4 separate regions of the Mus musculus genome follow, and all the other regions are linked to region 1. The links are chromatin contacts, called in public promoter capture Hi-C maps. All regions are on one chromosome and are shown on one strand. The core of a region is the stretch at or near the end of the contact, and the rest is flanking DNA. Distances in the headings are between cores, read along the strand shown.

Region 1 (3,044 bases), core at 402-2,901:
AGGTAGGGTCTCAAGTAGCCCAGTCTAGCCTCAAAACCAAGGATAGCCTTAAATTCTTGCTTTCCCCGCCTCTTTCTTCCAAATGCAGGGATTATAGACATGCACCACCATGGCTGCCTTCATGATCCCAGTGTACCAGGGAGAGCTTTGAGTTCAAGTTCTACCCTTTCCTTGCCCTTGTTTATGTCATCTGCAATGAACTCAGATACATGGAGTTTGTGGTGCGAGGCCACTGTGAGCAGTGGCCCTGTGGGATTATCCACTGAGGTGATTTTTCAGCCTGTCCCTTATGGCAAGCAGCCTGCAGCTCCTGAGTCAGACCCTCACCTTTGGAAGAGGACTGGAGGTGCTTTCAATCTTGAAATTGAGTCACCCATTGGAGGGACATTGGGCACAGGCCCAAGGTTTCAGGATGAGTCATCTCTTCATAGGCTAATAAGAAGTCAGATACGGGAACCCACCTCAGACATCATACAAGTTAGAGAACATGAGGTCCAGAGAAGGAGGAGGGCTCTTCTGAGGTCACACAGTAAAGGGACAGACTTTCCCAACAAAGGGGGTGGGGCTAGACAGCGACAGTAGGGTGCCGTGAGGAACACATCTCTTCAATTGTGGGAAAGATGTCCCAGCCACCAGCTGTTTCTATTCCAGACAGCAAGAGGAGTGAGTCAATTTTCTCTCATGCCAAGGCTCCTGACTCAGCGCTGGGAATCTTGACTGAGTGTGTTCTGGGAAATGTCAGGCCTTAAGGAAGCAGGGTTCCCACTGAGGGCCATCTCCTAAGTAGGCAGAGTGGAGAGTAGACTGCAGGAGGGAACACCGGCACAGTATGCCGCCAAGGGGAGTCATGGTGAAGGCAGAGAAGAGTTCCTAAGCAAGGCAGTGGATTTATATGTGCCAGGAAGGAGGCTGGGTGCCAGGACGTGGGTGTTGGTACAAAGTGGAGAGGCTCCATGTGCAAGGGAAATGTTTGCTTGGAAGAATATGTGTTTAAAGATTTCTGGGGTTGGGGCTGGCGAGATGGCTCAGCGGGTAAGAGCACTGACTGCTCTTCCAGAGGTCCTGAGTTCAATTCCCAGCATCCACATGGTGGCTCGCAACCATCTGTAATGGGATCTGATGCCCTTTTCTGGGGTGTCTGAAGACAGCTACACTGTACTTACATATAATAAATAAATAAATCTTAAAAAAAAAAAGATTTCTAGGGTTGTGGCTCAGTGGTCAAGAATCGTCCCTGGAATGCACAAGGCCCTGGATTCGTGCATCCGTGGTGGCAGGGGTTGGGGGAGGATGTCCAAATACATAGGATAGATTTTGAGCTTGGCAGGCGGAAATGTAAGTGGATATAATGGTTCAGACCTGCAATTTCAGCAGGTGGGAAGTGGACGCAAGAAGAGAGAGACAGAGAGAGAGACAGAGAGACAGAGACAAAGAGGGACAGAGAGGGACAAAGGAGGGTAGAAGAATTCTGTCAAGAAGGACCATTGGTCAGTACAATGAGCTCACGTGCGCACCGACTAACACAGAAGACCCACAGAGCCTTAGCCTAGGTTCCACCCCTTGCCACGCCTCCTCAGCGGGGTGAGTTTTTGCAAACGTCGGCGAGCTGCTGTGCTACCATTGGCTAGCTGATCAAAGGGGGCGGGTGTGCGGACGTTCCCGGAAGCTTAAGAGGCCCAGCGGGTGCTAGACCTGGAGCCTAAACCTGGTGGACTGGGTGCTTAGCAACGGGGGAGGTGCCCCGTAACGGGGTCGTAACGGGGTGTCTAGGCAGGGGGCAGCACAGGAATTGTGAATGCTTAACAGCCCAGGGTAAGGCGATGCCTAGCAACGAAAGGGGCGCTGAGAAGTAGAGAGTTGTCCTGGCGGCTCTGTGGACGTCTAGCAACGGGAGAGAACCTTAGCAACAGCGAGGAGTTTTGTGGGGATTGGGGAGGCGCTTATGGAAAACTTGAGTTCTTAGCAACGTGGGCGGGCTGGGGGGGGGGGGGTAACTAGAAGAAACCTGGAAATAAAAGGGGAAAAGATATGGGGGTTAGGGGGGCTTTTCCAACAAGAGCGCAAAGCAGGAGGCCCAGTACTGTAATCCTTATTATTTCTTAGGCAATGTGGCTGGAGCTAGGTGCCATGCTGCGCAGGACCTGTGGACCGCTGGGCAGGGCTGTTCGTCTGCCCTGTGGGGGGGCCCTAGGACCTAGGCCCCACTGGTGGGTAAGAGGCTGAGGAGGGGGCCTCCAAGGAAAAGAGGTTGAGGGAAGGGGGGTGGGGAGTAGGTAAAATGATGTAGATGGGTCTAAAAAGGATTAGACCTTCATTCTTTTAAAATCCACTTCTCTGCAGGGGCCATGTAGGAGTTGCTTGGCCCAAAGTGTTCATCAAGACCAGCCTGGAAGAGGCCTCAGTGAAGATGACATTCGCAGGGCACGGGAGGCCCGGCTCAGGAAGGCACCCCGGCCCCAGGTATCATTGCTTCCTCTTCCCCCTCCCCCATGATAGTCTGAGGAAAGTGGCAGCAAGTCTGCAGGGCTTTTCTGCCATCTTGTCCACCTTCCCTACCTCACACCTCTCCTCTTTCTCAGCTGAGTGATCGCTCTCGTGAACGCAAGGTGCCTGCCTCCCGCATCAGTCGCTTGGCCAGCTTTGGGGGTAGGTGTGACCTCGATCAGAGAGAACATTTACAGGTGAAGCAAGGGAAAGGGTGAATCAAAGACAGGGTTAGGAGGGAGAGAGAGACAAGGAAAAACAGAACGTAGACCTTACTGTTTATTGAGAACCTGATGTGAGCAAGGTCTTGTAGGCTAGGCCTGTGTTTATTTCTTCTATTGATGGAGGAGTGGGGGCTGAGAGGTGAGGTGGCAGGACTTTAGGTTCCGCAGCAAGATTGTTCAGACATGTATGAAACAAAAAGTAATGTGTTGCAACCAACCCTCCAAAAAGGAAAGGAGGTGGCCAGGACACCCACCTGGAATTTCAGCAGTTGGGATGTAGGTAGGAGGGAACAGGATGATCAAGGGTTCAAGGTCATTCCTGGCAACATAGAGAGT
Region 2 (2,762 bases), core at 218-2,717, 2.0 Mb before region 1:
GCTCCACCCCTTCCAGGACTCCAGATCCGCCCCTAACCCAAGCGTCCGGACTCTCCCTTGCTGCGCTTGCGCAAGAGCAAAACCTCGCTGTGTCTTGCTCTTGATGGTGGTTTCAGGCTCGGTGTGTGTCCCCTGAATCCTATGACACGACCTGGTGGAATTACTCATCCCACAGACTACCTCTTCCTCCTGATCACGTCCTAGACACCCACATGACCAGTGCCAACAGCTGTCAGCGCAAAGTAAACCAGTCACGAGGGTCCCGACTCCCTGGAGCGCTCAAGGCTCATAATCAGGACTTGTAATACAGTATGCCCCATTCTGGTGGCAACCAGAAACCTACAACTCAACTCTGCTGTCTCAGATCCTACATGGAAATTCTTGCTCATACAGCTCCCCAGCCCCAATTTATAAATTCTCCAGTCGCAAGCAGCAGAATGATACCTCTTCCCAAATCTCAATAGACCTTGCCACCCCCTGTGTGCAGCACATTCCGAAGACGTCCATCAGCACCTCCTATCATAGACACCACACCCACGGTTAGAACAGCCTTTGTACAATCGCTTCTGAGCCCTCTTGAGTCTTGGAGCCACCCAGATGCCCCTCCTAACCTGCACCTATGAGAGCAATCCTGTCACAGAAGTGGAGGCTAGGGTGTCTTCATGTCCCCTACACGAGGCCTTGAGCGTGACGGTCGCTCCTCCTCCCCCACTTAGGTGACTCAAGGTCAGGGCCAGCACGTGCCTAAGACAGGTCTCTTCTAGGACTGGTTTCCACCCCCGGAATTGTCTCCCTAAGGGGCGGGAGGCTCTGGCTCAATGCTGGCTGTTTGTTTCCCTTTTCTGGGCCTTAGCTTTTCCACCTGTGAAACGGATGGCAGTGGAGTCCACGGTATGGGCTCTCTGTGTGAATATCATTGAATCAGACAAAGAATGGGAGGAAGGGGAAAGCTATTTATAAACGGTAAAGCTTCTATGATGGGTGGGCTATAGTGAGTACTACGGTGTATCAGGCCCCGAGCCGAACATTTTTATGTGTATGACAAAATTCAATGCCTTCAACAACCTTTCAGGAGATGCGATTCCAGTCCACTTTGCACGTAAGCAAAAACTGAGGCGGCGCAGGAAAAGTACAAGTGTGTCTGGCTTTTTAGTTACGCTGTCAGAAACGCTCAGTCTCTTCTGCTACGAGATAACACCTGTCAAAGTCTCGCACCGCCACGTTCATTTGTGCGACCTCGCTCTATAAGGATGCACACTTTTCTCCGCTGAATTTTCAAACAGCAGGAAAGGAGCGGCCCCGGAGAACTGCGCAGGCGCCTCTCCTGGTCCCGGACACCGCCTCCAGGGCACTGGTGTCTGCGTGGAGAAACTCGCGGAGCCCCGCCTGACTCCCAACACGCAGGCGCGAGGGCGCGTGCCCTGCGCTACCAGCTCTGATTGGCTGCCTCTCCTGAGAGCACCGCCCAATGGGAGGCGTGGATAGTGAAGGGTCCTACACTACTGGAGTGGAGGGTCTGTGTCAAGAGCGGCAGGGGCTGCTTGGAGGTAAGAGAGATGGGTGAGGGCGCCGCAGGGCGGGCGGGGAAGAGAGCGCTGGGTGTAAGGAGAGAGTGGAGGAAGAGGGAAGGGTACGCTCAGGGTCGGAGAGCCTTGGGGCCTGCGCTTGGGGCTGGAGCAGCGCGGGATGATCGACAGCTCCTTCCTGTGTGCCCTAGAGGCGTCGTTGGATCCCCTGCTTGTGCTGGCCTCAGCTTGAGCTCGCTTGCACACCCCACCCCTGCAGGGGGCTCTCACGCTGCAGAGAAGAGGAATCTGGTAGGAGGGAAAAAAGCAGTGTAGCGGGAAAGTTGAACTTTCAGGCCCCTGGTGTAGGTGCTTAGATCTCCTTTCCGTATACAGAGGTATTAGCTGAATTCCACCTACCCCCTGACACGGTGTAGGACTGGGAGGGAAAAGAATGCAGGCGGAAAAGTGTCCATTTCGGGATACCTGTGCTACTTTCTAGAAGGACAGTGTTATTAGGATTGTGTGCAAGTTAAGTGAGTTTTGGAAGGATTGAGTTGGATGAAATTCAGAGAGCACATAGGATTGGGTCCTGTGCACCATGTTTTTCTGTGTATGAGCTCATCCATACTTTGTAAAGTTTGGGCATCCGCTCCTTACCTGCTACAAGCCATGTAGCATGCTCTGATCCAAGCCAGGGGAGTTCTGTCTTGGCAGTGAGGCTGTAACTAAGGCAGAATGCTAACCTCCCCCACCCCCAGCCCATTTGATTGTTTCTAAGAAAATCCTTTATGGACTGGTTCGGACTTAATGAGGAGCCAGGCAGGTGTAGTGGCACCCGCTTTCAATGTCAGCACTGGGGAGGGAGAAGCTGGTAGATTTCTGTGAGTTTGAGGCCAGTCTGCCCTACATAGTGAGTTCCAGATAGGCCAGGGTTACAAGATGAGATGCTTCAAAACAGAGCGCACTTAATGGGGTATTTGGAATTGGTAGATAAGGAAAGTTTGGTTCCTGAGCATTTAGCAAGTCATTTATCTGCAAATGGTTTATTGGTCATCAACTAATAACAGGGCCTTGTACTGGGCTATGTATCATGGAAATGCATAAAATGGGTAGACATGTAGTGTGCACAGAGATGGTTAAGGTCCCAGGACATCGTCTATAGGGAGCCTTAACTCGTCACTGAATGAGTCTGTGTATTTACTGTGTGCTGGGCACCTTTCTTGGCACTGGAAACACCTCGGTGGTGAAGAGGCT
Region 3 (3,008 bases), core at 403-2,902, 2.8 Mb before region 1:
CTCGGCAGATGCAGTTCCCGAGAGCTTGCCAAAGTAAAGCTTCCTTCAGAACTCATCCAATCTCTGTCACCAAGTTACTGGCAACAAAAAACCGGTTAATAGACCCTGAACAAGTATTCCCGAAACAGTCTCTCACCTCGCTCGCATCACAGAGATGAGCGGCTTTGTACTCCGTCCCCTAATCTACGTGGTGAGCCGAGAATTGGGAAGAAATGCAGCTGCTCACAGCTGTGGGTGGATATGGAGCTACGGTAGAGAACAGAGAGGCTGCTGGGAGCCTTGGTCCTTGAAACAAGATGCTAGGAGTTTTGGTCCTGACATAAGAGTTGATGAATTTGGGACTAAAGACAGAGAGGATGCTGGGAGCTAGGCACTGGACAGGAAGTGTGTCATGTGATGATGACCCTTGGTTGACCTGGATATACAACAGTTTAGAAGTGATGGAGAGAAAATAAAAAGCCGAGCTTTTCAGAATGGGCATATGTTGACCCAGTTTACCTGCTGTCCCTGAGTCCTGTGAGAGGCAGAGGCCACCAGCACCTCACTTTCTTCCTCTTCTTGGTCCTATGAGTCATAAGCCTGCTCCAGGCCTTCAGGTGGCCACAGGGGTGGGTTCAGGGGAACCCACACCCAAGAAGAAAAAAGAGAGCAAAGTTTGGAGGGATGAGTCAGCCCCCCAGGATGAGGAACAGAACCTGAAAGGCAGAGTCACACAGACAGACTTGACTGGACAGTGTGGGAAAGAGTACAGCGTCTGGATGCCATACCTGGAAGATTGCCCCAGGCAGGGGCTTCGCTCTCCCCAGGGCCTAGGGTTAAGACTTCCTTCCAGTCTGGTTAGCTTTCTGGAGGCCCCTCCCAGGGAAAGAAGACTGAAACTTGGCGAGTCATGGTCAGGACTAGAGGGAGGGAGCGGACACTATTCTATGCCCTGCCCAAAGAAGTCCATACCTGCTCAGCCACCCGCTGCTGCCCAGCCTCTCAGTCTTTCCCTGCCCACATTCACTGTGGCATCATCACACTCCTCTCCCCCAAAGCTCACACTCACAGCACACGCCAGCACCCCGCACCTTCGCGCGCTTCCGAGCATCGCCCTCTCGCGCATCTCCCAAGCATCTCCCACGCACCCCCTATGGGTTTCCCAAGCAGCTTCTGCACAACCCCCGTGCATCTTCCCCGCATCTCCCGTGTGTCTTCTATACATTCCCCCGTGCATCTCCCGCGCCTCTCCCACGCATCTCTCGTGCATCTTCCGCGCACACTCCGGTGCATCTCCTGCGCATCTTCCCCGTGTCTCCCGTGCAGCGTCCTCTAGGGAGCTCCGCTAGTCCAGGCTACGCCTGCGCGCACACGCACGCACACCTTTGCACCTTCACACGACCCTCACGACCTTCCGCTCTCCCAAGTCCTCCCCCACTGGCTCCCACGACGCCGTCACGCTCACGCCCTGCCCTCGCGCCCGGGTCCGCATGCTGTCCTGCTCTCCCACCCCCGTGCGCGCCCTTCCGCGCTCCCGTCCTCCCTCTCCCCGCATTGTCTGGGCCCCTCTGTCCCCGTCCGGTCCCCGCCCCTTAGCTGACGCCACGCCCACCAAGGCGCGCAGTGGGCGGAGCAGAGGGCGGGACTGGACTCGGGGGCGGGGTCGACGGCGCGGGAGGTGCAGGTGCCGGGCCGGGAGCGAGCGGCGGCGGCGGTGGCGGCGGCGGTGGCGGCGGCGGCGGCGGCACCATGGGCCGGGCCCGGCGCTTCCAGTGGCCGCTGCTGCTGCTGTGGGCGGCCGCGGCGGGGCCAGGTAGGGTGACGGAGGTGGGGGCCGGGTCGGTGGGCTGGATCGGGGTGACGAGGGAGGTGTGCGTATTGCGGTCGGGTTGGGGAGGGGGTCTCGTCGCTGTGACAGCTGGGTCGCCTGGGGGCCTGCAGAGGCCGGAACAATGCGCTGCGTGGGGGGGGGGGGCTGCGGGAGACCCTCGTCCCCGGGACAAAGCGCAGCGCGGGCCAGGAGCCCAGAGCCGCGGGCAGGGGAGGGGGGACGCGGGCCCCGGCCGCCGTGCCGCAGCCCCCCCACCCCGCACAGGCCCCGATCCCGCGGGGACAAAGGGCCCGAGACCCTCCCTCCCCCTATGTCCCCAAGCCCTCCTTCTCCAGGCCGGTCCCACTGTCCTTCGGTCCTAGTCTTTAGATCTCTCTCTCTCTCTCTCTCTCTCTCTCTCTCTCTCATTTTCCCCCAGCCCTTGTCCTCTGTCCCTCAGTCTTCAAGTCCTGTCCTTCCTTCCCTCTGTCCTCCTTTCTCCTTGTTTCCCCCTTCCCGTTTCTCCACGCCGCCTTTGTCCCCCACCTCTGTCCCTTTTTCCTGGGTCACTCTGCCTGCCCCCCATCCTCTATTCACTCTGCCGCCTCCTGTGCTGCTGTCGTCCCTCTATGTCCCCATTCACCATCTCTCTCCCCGTCTCCTTGACATCCTGTATCTCTTCCCTTCTCTGTCCCCTATCATTCTCCCATTTCTCTAGCAGCCTCTGTTGCCTAGCTGCCTCCTTTCTCCTCTCTACCCCACTGTCTCCCTCTCCCCCAAATCTGCTTCCTCTCTCCATGCATCCTCCATCCTCCTTTTCCCATCTCTGTATCCCTCCTCGCTCCTGGAGAAGAGTGGTGTCAGGCAGGGCAGTGACAGTATAGATGTGTGAAGTGGCATATAGGGAACATTGGCATGTGAGCACACACGTGGATTCCACAAATGTCTCCCCCAAACCCTCCCACCCGTTCACACATCCAAGCCACACTTCACAGAAGAGCCCCCTCCAGGACATCCACATGTCTTTCTCACTCACTATGGGAATCTGGAGGACCCCCCAGCCCCCACCCAAGACACGGTGACCCTGAGGCTGGGGACAAGGTCAGGAAATGTCACCTGAATGCTCACACTTAGAACCCTGTGTTTCTTATATCCACCATGGGACACTCCCCTGCGGTGGGTCAAGTTACTTTGCCCAGGAATCCATCATGGGGAGGCT
Region 4 (3,010 bases), core at 147-2,646, 2.7 Mb before region 1:
GAAGTGAGCTGTGATGCCCGTTTTGGTTTGTTTATTAAGACAAGATTTGTCTGTGTAGCCCTGGATGTCCTGGAACTTTCTCTATAGAGCAGGCTGGCTTCAAACTCAGTGAACGGCCTGCCTCTACCTCCTAAATTCGGGGATTAAAGGTGTGCTACCACCATAGCCCGTGTTGCACACGTTTGCTACGGGAAACTGAAGCATAGTCATATTGAAAGTCTAGGGGGAAAGTGGGACAAGAACCCTGGGGACTCATTCCAGGTAATGATATTGCCAGTCACACCCCACAACCCAATCTTCGCCTGGCAGCCCTTTATTCCTCTAAATGTCGTCCTGCTTCTGTTTGTGTGCCCAAATCAAGGGAAATAATTTTGATCATGAGAGGAGGTCATTCCTGGCAGGTAGTCACTGCGGCCACCTGTAGCAGGGCGGGGCGTCGAGATATGGAGGTCCCTTTAGTGTCTGTCACTCCTGCACCCAACCCCTCTTTCTGGCAGTACTCAAAGAGGTCGTCTCCTGGGCTGTCTGGACTCCATTCCTTGGGAGACGCTTGCCCTCTACAGTGTCTTCAGGGCGATGTTCTGATATGAAAGAGAGAGGGGGGGGGCGTGGCTGCCACCAACCTTAGTGGGCCTCGCTCTATTTTTTGACACTCACTGAACTCTAATGACACTCTCACTAGAAAAGCTTCAGCAGTCTCACATGGGAGACTCCTCGGGTTTGTGACACCTCGGTCTTCAAGCCCCTGTGTCCTCATCTTCACGAAACCGAATTCCCTCGAAGGTGGAACTCTTGGTCTTTCTTACCAGCCCCATCCTAGTTTCTCACGTGTCAACCATAACCCCCGCACAAGCAGTGGTGCTCACACTTGAGCCCGCCTTCTCCCAGGAGACATCCTTCTCTGACATTGATTACTGTTTCACCGTAGTCACCGCCGCCCGCGTTCACTAGTTCATTTCTGGATCACGCTGCTCCCATGCACTGCCTTCTGCTCTTAGTTCTTGATGGTCACGGACGCCTCTTGCTTTCCTCCCCGAAGACTGTCCCTTAGCTGCGCCTGACAGTTGGTCGCCACAGCTCTGCCACCGGACGAGAGCGGGATAGTTTTTCCTAGTCTCCAGACTCCAGTGATCTGTTGCACCACCATTGTCCCCGAGTCAGGTTCAAGGTTGCAGTCCGGCACTAATATAGTCACGGCAGGCAAGTCTTCGCAAGGGCAAGTGGAGAGGTCCTTTTCTGTACAGGGGTGCGTGATGATGACGTTGGTTGTGTGCTCCGTACAACGCTAAGCTTACTGCGTGGGCTCATCGCTTCCTGTCCCCCTTTGCCGTACAAACCCTGCACGTACTGCGCAGGCGTATTGGTTGCTGGTCTTGGTGGGGCACCGCCCCAAAACTTTCTGCGCACGCGCATGGGTTTTATTGTGCCTTTGCCCAAACAGCCTTAGCTAGAAAGAAGGAGCTGCCAAAAATTCTTCCTCTCCGCAGTGGCACTCCAAGACACACCGGTCTTGGAAGGAATGACGTCAGTATAGAGCCACCTGAAGGAGTCCGGATGTTTCTAAATCCGGACACTCCTGCCCCTTCAGCCTCCGTCAGCTCGTCTTAAGGGGCTGGGCCTCTGTGCTCTCCAGGCGTGTCACCTCTCTGATCGGTTGGTGATTTGGAATGGGGAGGGGAAAGACCATTCTCGAGTTTGGCAGTCAGGTTTTTGAGGGTTTTTGTTTTCCTTCTTCTGTTTCTTCTTTTTTAAATAGAGAAATGCATTCGTGTGGAGAATGGGCATATACCTGGCTCTCCCAGGAATAGGCCCTGGGGGTTGAGTTTCTAGGTCCTGCAGCGTGACACTGGAGAATGGAAGTAGAGGACAGGCTGGAGGACTGAAGCCTGGATCTACAGTGAATCAGTTAGGAGAGGGTGTTGATTGGTGTGGGGGAGTGCGACGCCTTTAATCTCAGCACTCTGGGAGACAGAGGGGAGAGGATCGATCTCTTGAATGTCAGGCCAGCCTGGTCTACGTAATGAGTTCAGGCCAGCCAGGGCTACACAGCGAGACGCTGTCTTAGAAAAGAAGCAAACAAAAAGTCTTACGTGCTCCCTGACCAATTTCTTTCCCCGCCTCTTGCTTTCCAGCAATGCCTCTGCCTCAGGGTGACGTGACTGCCTTATTCCTGGGGCCTCCCGGCTCGGGAAAGTCCGCCCTGATCGCCGCGTTATGCGGTAAGAATGTGGACACGGTAGAGATTCCCGATGGACGGCAGGACTCTGGAGTCCCCAGCCTGAGAGCTGCGGCTCCGGGCCTCTTCCTGGGTGAGCTGAGTTGCCCACCCGCAGCTCCCGGGCCCTGGGCGGCGGAGGCCAACTTGCTGGTATTGGTGCTACCAGGATCTGAGGGGAGCGAGGAGCCCTTGACCCCAGCTCTGGGAGAGGCAGCGCGAGCCGCCCTGGCTAGAGGAACCCCGCTGCTGGCTGTCCGGAATCTGCGCCCTGGAGATTCCCAGAATGCAGCTAAAGCCCGGGATGAGACTGCAGCCTTGTTGAACAGTGCTGGGTTAGGAGCTGCGCCTCTCTTTGTGCCGCCGGCGGATTGCAGCAGCAGTGACCGCTGCGAGGAGCTAGAGCGCCTGCAGGTGGTGCTGCGGACCCAGGCGGAGGCGCTGCAGAGGTGAGGGGACAGTTCGGGCTGGATGGGGTGGCCTTAGATCCAACTCAGCTACGGAGGTCTTTAAAGTTCTCGAGCCCTGTTCCTAGAGTGTTAGACGCAAGCTTTTCTTGGCTGCCCATTCGTCCATACCCTACTTATTTGCGTAGGACAGCACCCACCACACCCATGAGCACAGAGTTTGAGATCATGGAGACTCTGCCATAAGCAGGGATCACTTTTCTGTCGTTTAAAGCCTGCACCGTCAAGGGTCAACTGGAAAGCCCACCACAAAGGTCCTGTTTCGTGCAAGCTCTCTGGCATCACAAGCCCAGATATATATATATATATGCAAATACTTGTGTCAGAC

The links. Promoter capture Hi-C pulls out the DNA fragments that hold promoters and counts their contacts.
Region 2: a contact with region 1 is called in a promoter capture Hi-C map of pre-B cells, with 4 times the contacts expected there. The contact joins the promoter of Zfp526 here to the promoter of Coq8b in region 1. A contact is called at or near these places in 4 of 39 promoter capture datasets (cranial neural crest, liver, pre-B cells and 1 more).
Region 3: a promoter capture Hi-C map of pre-B cells shows a contact between it and region 1, with 2.3 times the contacts expected there. The contact joins the promoter of Cadm4 here to the promoter of Coq8b in region 1. A contact is called at or near these places in 2 of 39 promoter capture datasets (cranial neural crest and pre-B cells) and 1 of 115 datasets of contacts at active chromatin or transcription factors (astrocytes).
Region 4: a contact with region 1 is called in a promoter capture Hi-C map of pre-B cells, with 6 times the contacts expected there. The contact joins the promoter of Irgq here to the promoter of Coq8b in region 1. A contact is called at or near these places in 3 of 39 promoter capture datasets (cranial neural crest, hippocampal neurons and pre-B cells) and 3 of 115 datasets of contacts at active chromatin or transcription factors (astrocytes, double positive thymocytes and stem cell-derived neural progenitor cells).

The regions. Positions count from the first base shown.
Region 1 is chr7:27,231,362-27,234,405 of GRCm38.p6, forward strand. It overlaps Coq8b (coenzyme Q8B), which reads left to right and starts at 1,652. Exons shown (of 15, transcript NM_133770.2): 1 at 1,652-1,812; 2 at 2,104-2,211; 3 at 2,341-2,460; 4 at 2,580-2,646. The coding sequence starts at 2,107.
Region 2 is chr7:25,219,958-25,222,719 of GRCm38.p6, forward strand. It overlaps Zfp526 (zinc finger protein 526), which reads left to right and starts at 1,468. Exons shown (of 3, transcript NM_175436.5): 1 at 1,468-1,547. It also overlaps a transcript of Dedd2 not described here.
Region 3 is chr7:24,480,371-24,483,378 of GRCm38.p6, forward strand. Cadm4 (cell adhesion molecule 4) reads left to right here and starts at 1,653. Exons shown (of 9, transcript NM_153112.3): 1 at 1,653-1,792. The coding sequence starts at 1,729.
Region 4 is chr7:24,529,252-24,532,261 of GRCm38.p6, forward strand. It overlaps Irgq (immunity-related GTPase family, Q), which reads left to right and starts at 1,397. Exons shown (of 3, transcript NM_153134.3): 1 at 1,397-1,653; 2 at 2,133-2,664. The coding sequence starts at 2,135.